2 separate regions of the Gossypium hirsutum genome follow, and region 1 is linked to region 2. A link is a contact called in public Hi-C data. All regions are on one chromosome and are shown on one strand. The core of a region is the stretch at or near the end of the contact, and the rest is flanking DNA. Distances in the headings are between cores, read along the strand shown. Region 1 has its middle 4.6 kb from the start of LOC107951305. Region 2 has its middle 22 kb from the start of LOC107952550.

What was found. Hi-C and Micro-C count contacts between places; a contact is called where the count stands out from the background.
Region 1: a Hi-C map of leaf shows a contact between it and region 2, with 2.4 times the contacts expected there. The contact joins two enhancer-like sites. A contact is called at or near these places in 4 of 34 Hi-C or Micro-C datasets (leaf and seedling).

Annotation. Positions count from the first base shown.
Region 1 is chrA12:84,432,466-84,435,746 of Gossypium_hirsutum_v2.1, forward strand. No RefSeq gene overlaps it. Among protein-coding and RNA genes, the nearest start is that of LOC107951305, 4.6 kb to the right of the region's middle. Within about 2 kb of position 1,581, at least 3 of the 9 cell types and tissues checked have an H3K27ac peak or open chromatin away from gene starts, as enhancers often do. A contact at or near this core is called in leaf, where this site is marked.
Region 2 is chrA12:84,296,609-84,299,912 of Gossypium_hirsutum_v2.1, forward strand. No RefSeq gene overlaps it. Among protein-coding and RNA genes, the nearest start is that of LOC107952550, 22 kb to the left of the region's middle. Within about 2 kb of position 2,008, at least 2 of the 9 cell types and tissues checked have an H3K27ac peak or open chromatin away from gene starts, as enhancers often do. A contact at or near this core is called in leaf, where this site is marked.

The DNA.
Region 1 (3,281 bases), core at 331-2,830, 140 kb after region 2:
AGGGGATTTTGCAGCATTTCTGGATGATGATGACAATGGTGAGATTATTAGTAAATAGAAACTAATAAAAAAGGGCATAAAAAGTTTTGGATGTTAACCACTCCACTACTAGTACATGCAAAGCAAAGCGAAAGGTTGGTAATGGACCTACACGCCTTATTTATTAACTGTCAATTTAATTAGTAGGTGTGTTTCATTTTTGCCTGCCCCATAATCATGAGATGACTCATATTTTAATAATATTCCATAAACAATAATTGAAAGAGCTAATTCAATGAACAAAGTTGATACATTTATGATGTTTGTATGAAAAAAATAATAACAATGTGATCAAAATGTGAAGGTGTTATGTGGATTAACAAACAAAAAGTAGGGTAGTTTTGATGATTCAAGTTTGAGTATCAAGAACAAATATTATTTGTTGGTTTTTTATCCTATTTTTTAGGGTTTAAGATTCATTATATATAGGTCATGTTTAGATTTATTTTGGTCTCTAATTAAGTATGAATATATTTAAAAAAATAAATATTAAAAAAAAAGATATATGACAATTTTTGAAGACTACCTGTAGAATAGAAAAATACATTGTCAATGTATCATGTATCAAATATTAACTTGCAAGTTTGACAATTATTTTGGGTCACTCTAACTTTAGGTTGGATGGTTAATTATATTCTATTTGCATTATGATGATAATGATAACTATGTTGTTAAAATACTATATTGATAATAACAAATAGGGATTGCTAAATATACATTGTGTGTACATATTTAAGTGCAGGTGTGTGGCACTTGGTAGAATTAGGATCTACATTTTGACTAATCTGTTGTGTTGCATTTAAGTTATTAGGAGGATTGAAGAGATAGGCTACCATCTAACTCCTTATTCACTATTTATACTATTGATATAAAGATAAAGAATCGTCGAATAAGATGATTAGAGTGGTGATGAGAAGGAGAATAGAGAGAGCCTTAGGATTGAATGGGAGAAAAGTGAGGATTGTAGGTTTGCTTGGGTTGCTTCTTATGCTGCAGGCCTTATATATTTGTCGTCCTCTATCTTAAGGTATTATGTGTCAAGTTGTTTTTGACGGGTTTGTGGTAAGTGGTCATGTTTGATTCTCAGAAACAAATCAATATAATAACAGAGAAAAAAATATGAGAATAAAAAAGAACGGACAAAGAAAACCAAAAGAAAGGTTAAAAAACCTATTGAACATGTGATCAATTGAAAAAGAACATGATGCTATAGGCTTAAGTAGAGTGACATTATGATATGCTTGAATCATTTTAAATAAGGCACGATAATTGAGATTTGATATGGCAGTTAATGCTTAGATTTACTCATTAAACAAGTTACAAAGGATACCTACGAAAAGTCTATATGTATTGTCCAAAGATTTTTGTTATATAACACAGACATGATGAAGATGATGTTTATGGGCCTCCCATGACCAAAACAAAAATGTACCATCAACTTTTAAAACCATGCCAATAGGATTAAAGGCTATGAGGATGCCCCATTTGATAATAACAACCTGTAAGACAAGCAAAAGAGCCCAAATTAATTATTTGGGCCGACAGGTATAATGGGTCAATAAACATGGAGATCTAGAAAAACCCACGTGTAGCTCAACTGTGAAATGTCGGATGAGGGGTCTGCTTTTGTCGTTGACACAAAGAAACTTCATATGGTATCTGGTAGTTTCACTGTTTGCCCAAAGCTTTTACTGATATGTAGGGCAAACAATAGTTAGGCCATTGACAAAAGGGCCTACTCAAAACTTTTTTTTCACTTTTTTTCATCATCTTAGCAAATATGATTGAAAGGATGTCATTTTCTACTTTTCTTTTTTCCCTCCACCAGGCAAAATAATGATAATGATTTGAGTTAATTTTACGGTAGATTATTGTTGGAATTTCAAAATGTTTCAATTTAAGTTTATAAAGTATCAATATCGATCAAGTTTGGCCATTACATGACAGCTGGTGCGGTGGTAGGGGCTCCACTCCCAAATATGGGAAATTCAAGTTTCCTCAATTGTACTTTGAACTTTCAATTGATAAAATGTTTATTTAATTTTTTAAAAATTATAAAAATATAAATTATTGAAATTGTAAAATTACATTTTAGTTCTCATAAAATTATACAATTCAATTCTGGTCCCCTAGGAAAAAAAAATTTAGCTTCGCCCCCACATGATAGCTAGACAAAAATATCAAAATTAAAATATTAGATTAAACAAAAAAACTAAGTCCATTTAAAATATGGGTCAAACTCAGTTTTAATATTTTAAATATTTTTACTTTAGATTTGAGTTACCATTAAAAAAATGTAAATCAAATTGTAAAGGTGTATATATTTTCTACTTAAATAACTTAAATCTAACAATGTTACACTAAATATAACACCCCTTACCTGGTCCAGTCACCAAATCCGAGTAATAGAGTGCTATAGACAATTATGAAATATTTACATGCAATTCAAAACTCAAAATTTTAGTTCAATATCAATTTGTCAAATATGATCAAGAAATATAACATGCGATACAACCAAATTTAGGTTTAAGTCGAGCTTACGAAAGCTTTAGATTAACCCGGTATTAATAAGGGATCAATTTGAAGCAAATACAAAAAGATAAGAAAATTTTGTAAACAGGAGTCACACGGCCGTGTTCTCTGACCATGTGAAAGGTTGAGACTGTGTGAAACTAGGATCACACGACTGTGCGAACAAACCGTGTAATTCACTGTGACTATGTGGGTCAAAAGTACAATTAATCAAAATTTATCACACGATCGTATTATCAAACTGTGTAACATTAATCTTTCTAAATTCTATTGACAATACTTTCTTTTTTTTATCTTGTTATATTCAAATTATCCAATGAAATTAACTCATACTACTATAGGAAAAAAAGGTGAAGAGATTATATGCTAAGCATAAATATTGACAGAATCTAGCAATCAAATGTGCCCCATGTTAGGATGTTACCTAAAAGATTGAAATGGCTTTTTCTCTTTATTTTTGAAAAGATGAGCTCAAATGTGCTTCACACTTCACAAAAGTCATTGTATCCAATGACCTATAATGATTCATCTTTATCTAAATACAACCATTTATGGGAAGAAATCAAAGGTCATGCAATGAACCCATGGAGACAATTTGTGGTGGCATTCCAATATCTCTTTTGGGGATAATAATATTATAATAGATTTCCCTCTTTTTTCTTCTAATGTGTTGTATTTGCCCATTGCCCATTACCCTTTTCCCCTACGTC
Region 2 (3,304 bases), core at 758-3,257:
AAATAGATTATCCAATTTGTGGTGCTAGGACTTGTTCTTTTCAATCTTTCACCATTAATTTTTTTTGATAAAATTATTAATTAATAATATAATTTAAGAAGAAATTAGATAGTAGGGTTCAAGGGGTGATGTAGCTAATTAGATAAGTTATTCGTTTTGTAATGTATATACTTTGAAATTCATTTATAGTTTTCAAATATAATTTTATTTAAAAAATTAATTTTATTAGGACATGTAAGCATGACTTCCATGTTAAATCTTGCTTAGCAAACTATTTTCAATTATATTGTTTTCTTTAAGTATATACCTAATCCACTATTATCCTTTAGATTTCAAAATTTGCTGGACCTTCCTAAGCACTGTAATATCTAAATCATCTAACCCATTACTAATCAAGGCTTTGACCACATTTGGGTTATTAGATTTATTGTGGCCCGTTTATAACATTTACTTAGCAAAACGAATATCCCATCTAAAATACCCTAGAGTTCAACTTCAAAATGTGTATATCAACCTAAATATTAATTAAACTCTAAGATCCAATTTTTTCCATAATCACGTACCATACCGTCGGTAAACCCATTCCCTGTAATTCTAGCCACTTATGCTTTTACATTATTAATCAAATGGTTTATTCAATAGCTGGAGTTTAATATAATGTATTGGCCAAAGAAAGTGGAGCCCAAAATTTATTATATAATCCTTTGTCGACTTTACCATGTATACCAAAAGAAGACCAGATAAGGTTTTTTTTTAATTATTTTTAATTAATCAATAACAATAAATTTTTTTTAACTATTTTTTTCACGTACTTGACAAAATTGGGACAATTTTCAACAAAGAAATCAAGTGAAAAAATTGCGGTAAATCAAATTATTGTATGTTATTTTTGGATTATTTACTAAATTATGTAAATATAAATATAATATAGCTCTTGAAATATCAGTTTTATATCAATGAAATTTTCCATCGAATAACTGTCAATTTAGATGTTAAATATCATTTCAGATATGATACCGATCATATTTAAAACATGTGGATTAAATTATAAATATATTTGTACCTACTGTATGTACAACTTGAATATAACATATTAAAAAAAATAACTCTCTAAAATTTATCGACACTTCTATCCATATAATAATAACACATTTTACAAATTGGCTCATTGTTTTAAATATGACCCTGACAAATTCAAGTGACATTTATCACCTAAACTAATGGTTAAGCATATGAAACACTCTTAAACTTTAAATTGTCTATGCAATTAATACCATATGAATTTTCAATTTGTTCGGTATTTTTTAATTACTATTTACTTTCATATTCACAACAACATTTAACACAGGGCTTAACTACAATTGTTGAAAATCTCGACGAAAGTTTAGAAATTTTGGATGGAATTAACCCTAAAATTTTATTTGTTTGGGACAGAAAGAGATCTCTTTTCAACGCTTGGGCCTCTCTACCATAAAGATGCCTCGAAACTAGACTTATAGACTAAACAAAAATCTACACTATTATTCTCATTTAATGTTTTCTTCACGGTTGAGAGACACAACACCATTATTTTTTGTTTTATATGTTGTTCTCGACATTGTCACCATCTTTATCTCATTCTCGTCACAAAAAAGAAACGGGTCGGGCCGGGTATCCTACTTACAACATGCATGTGGATTTGTGATGTGTGTGAGTCGGACCTCTTTTTTACCCTAAGTCATTTGGTTATCCATTGCATAAGCCTCATAAGCATTACATAACATAATCGTTGACTTAGTCTATGTCACTTGTCTTATTAATCGTGACAATACAAAACAAATTATAATGGCACATTGTTCAATGATTTCGTGTTCAAGGCAGCAACAAACAGACCCTAGAAAACTAAGGTAAAGATTTTCAATATCCCACTTGTCTTTACGGCAACGAATATGAAGGGAACAACATTAGCATCCCATTCTCCACTTCAGTAATTTTTTGTCAAACGTCAACTGCTGGTTCATTGATCGAAAGGTGGAGAGAACTTTGACACTGTGTTAGCCGACCACGTGCCCCCATCTTTGACACTGTGTTAGCCAACCACGTGCCCCCATAAGACTTGGAAGTTTAACAAGACATAAACTAAGGTTATTTCAAAGTATTAAACTGAGAGTGACACTTTGATAATGTCTGTCCCTTTTGTCGCCTGTGTATTATTTGCAACTTGTGTTTTTAGGTCAACAATCGAATCTCTTTTCCATTTCCGTTTCCTTTTGTTATGTTCCATTTTTCTTTGGAATTTACAGGCAAAGAGTAAAGAGAAGCATAGAATCTTTATTTCCTACTAAAGGACACGACAATTACTGCACTGTTTTAATAATCAGTATTGTTTCTCTGGTATTCTTTCTATTTGTTTCGCCTGAAAATGGTGGAAAATCCTGTAAGGCTCGTTTACACAATTAGGTTATTATAATTTGCCAGTTAATTTCTTAGGAACATTTCCGGGTTTGGACGACCGATGAAGATGGATTTGGATGAGCGATGCGTTTATTTGCAGTTAGTGTAAAAACAGTAGTGATGGTGAGATTAGATACTATAACGATACTGTAGTATAAGACAAAAAGTAAGTTAAACACACCACACTGTACATCACCGCCCATCTAAACCCACCCTAATATTCAATATAATATTAATATAATTTAAGGATAAACTAATCTTTTAATTTTCCTTAATATAAATAATCATGTTTTTTTTGTAATTTTTCTTTATTATATATTTAATTCAATAAATTAAGATATTTTAAATATCATTTTAATTTTTAATTTTCAGTTTTTTCAAAAAAAAAGTGATATTTAGATGTTGAAGCTGTGTATAATCTACATCTATATGTTTAATATACAAAAGAAGCATAGGTCTGCTACAAAAATCAATTTGCAAAAGAAAAACGGATCTGCTTATATCCTACTCAATCAGACCCTAATCTAAGTGCCCCGATGCCCTAAAATAGAAAATTTCTATTTAGGTCTTTTATATTTTTTTTAAAATTTAAATTAATAAAGGTAAAATTGTACTTTGAACCTCTAAAAATTATAAAAATTTAATTTAATCCTTTAAAAATTATAAATATATAAACTATTAAAAACTAAAATTTCATGTGGCCCCCCAAAATGTTTTTTGGTTTCACCCCTTTATACAATGCAATTACTCTATAATACCCTAGTCAATAAAAACTGCCTTCTATTCTTCTCCCAGCTCCAAATCAAGTAAATATAAGCACACCAAGCAATCACTACTTCACACTAAACTTTCTTAGGAAAATTACACTAAA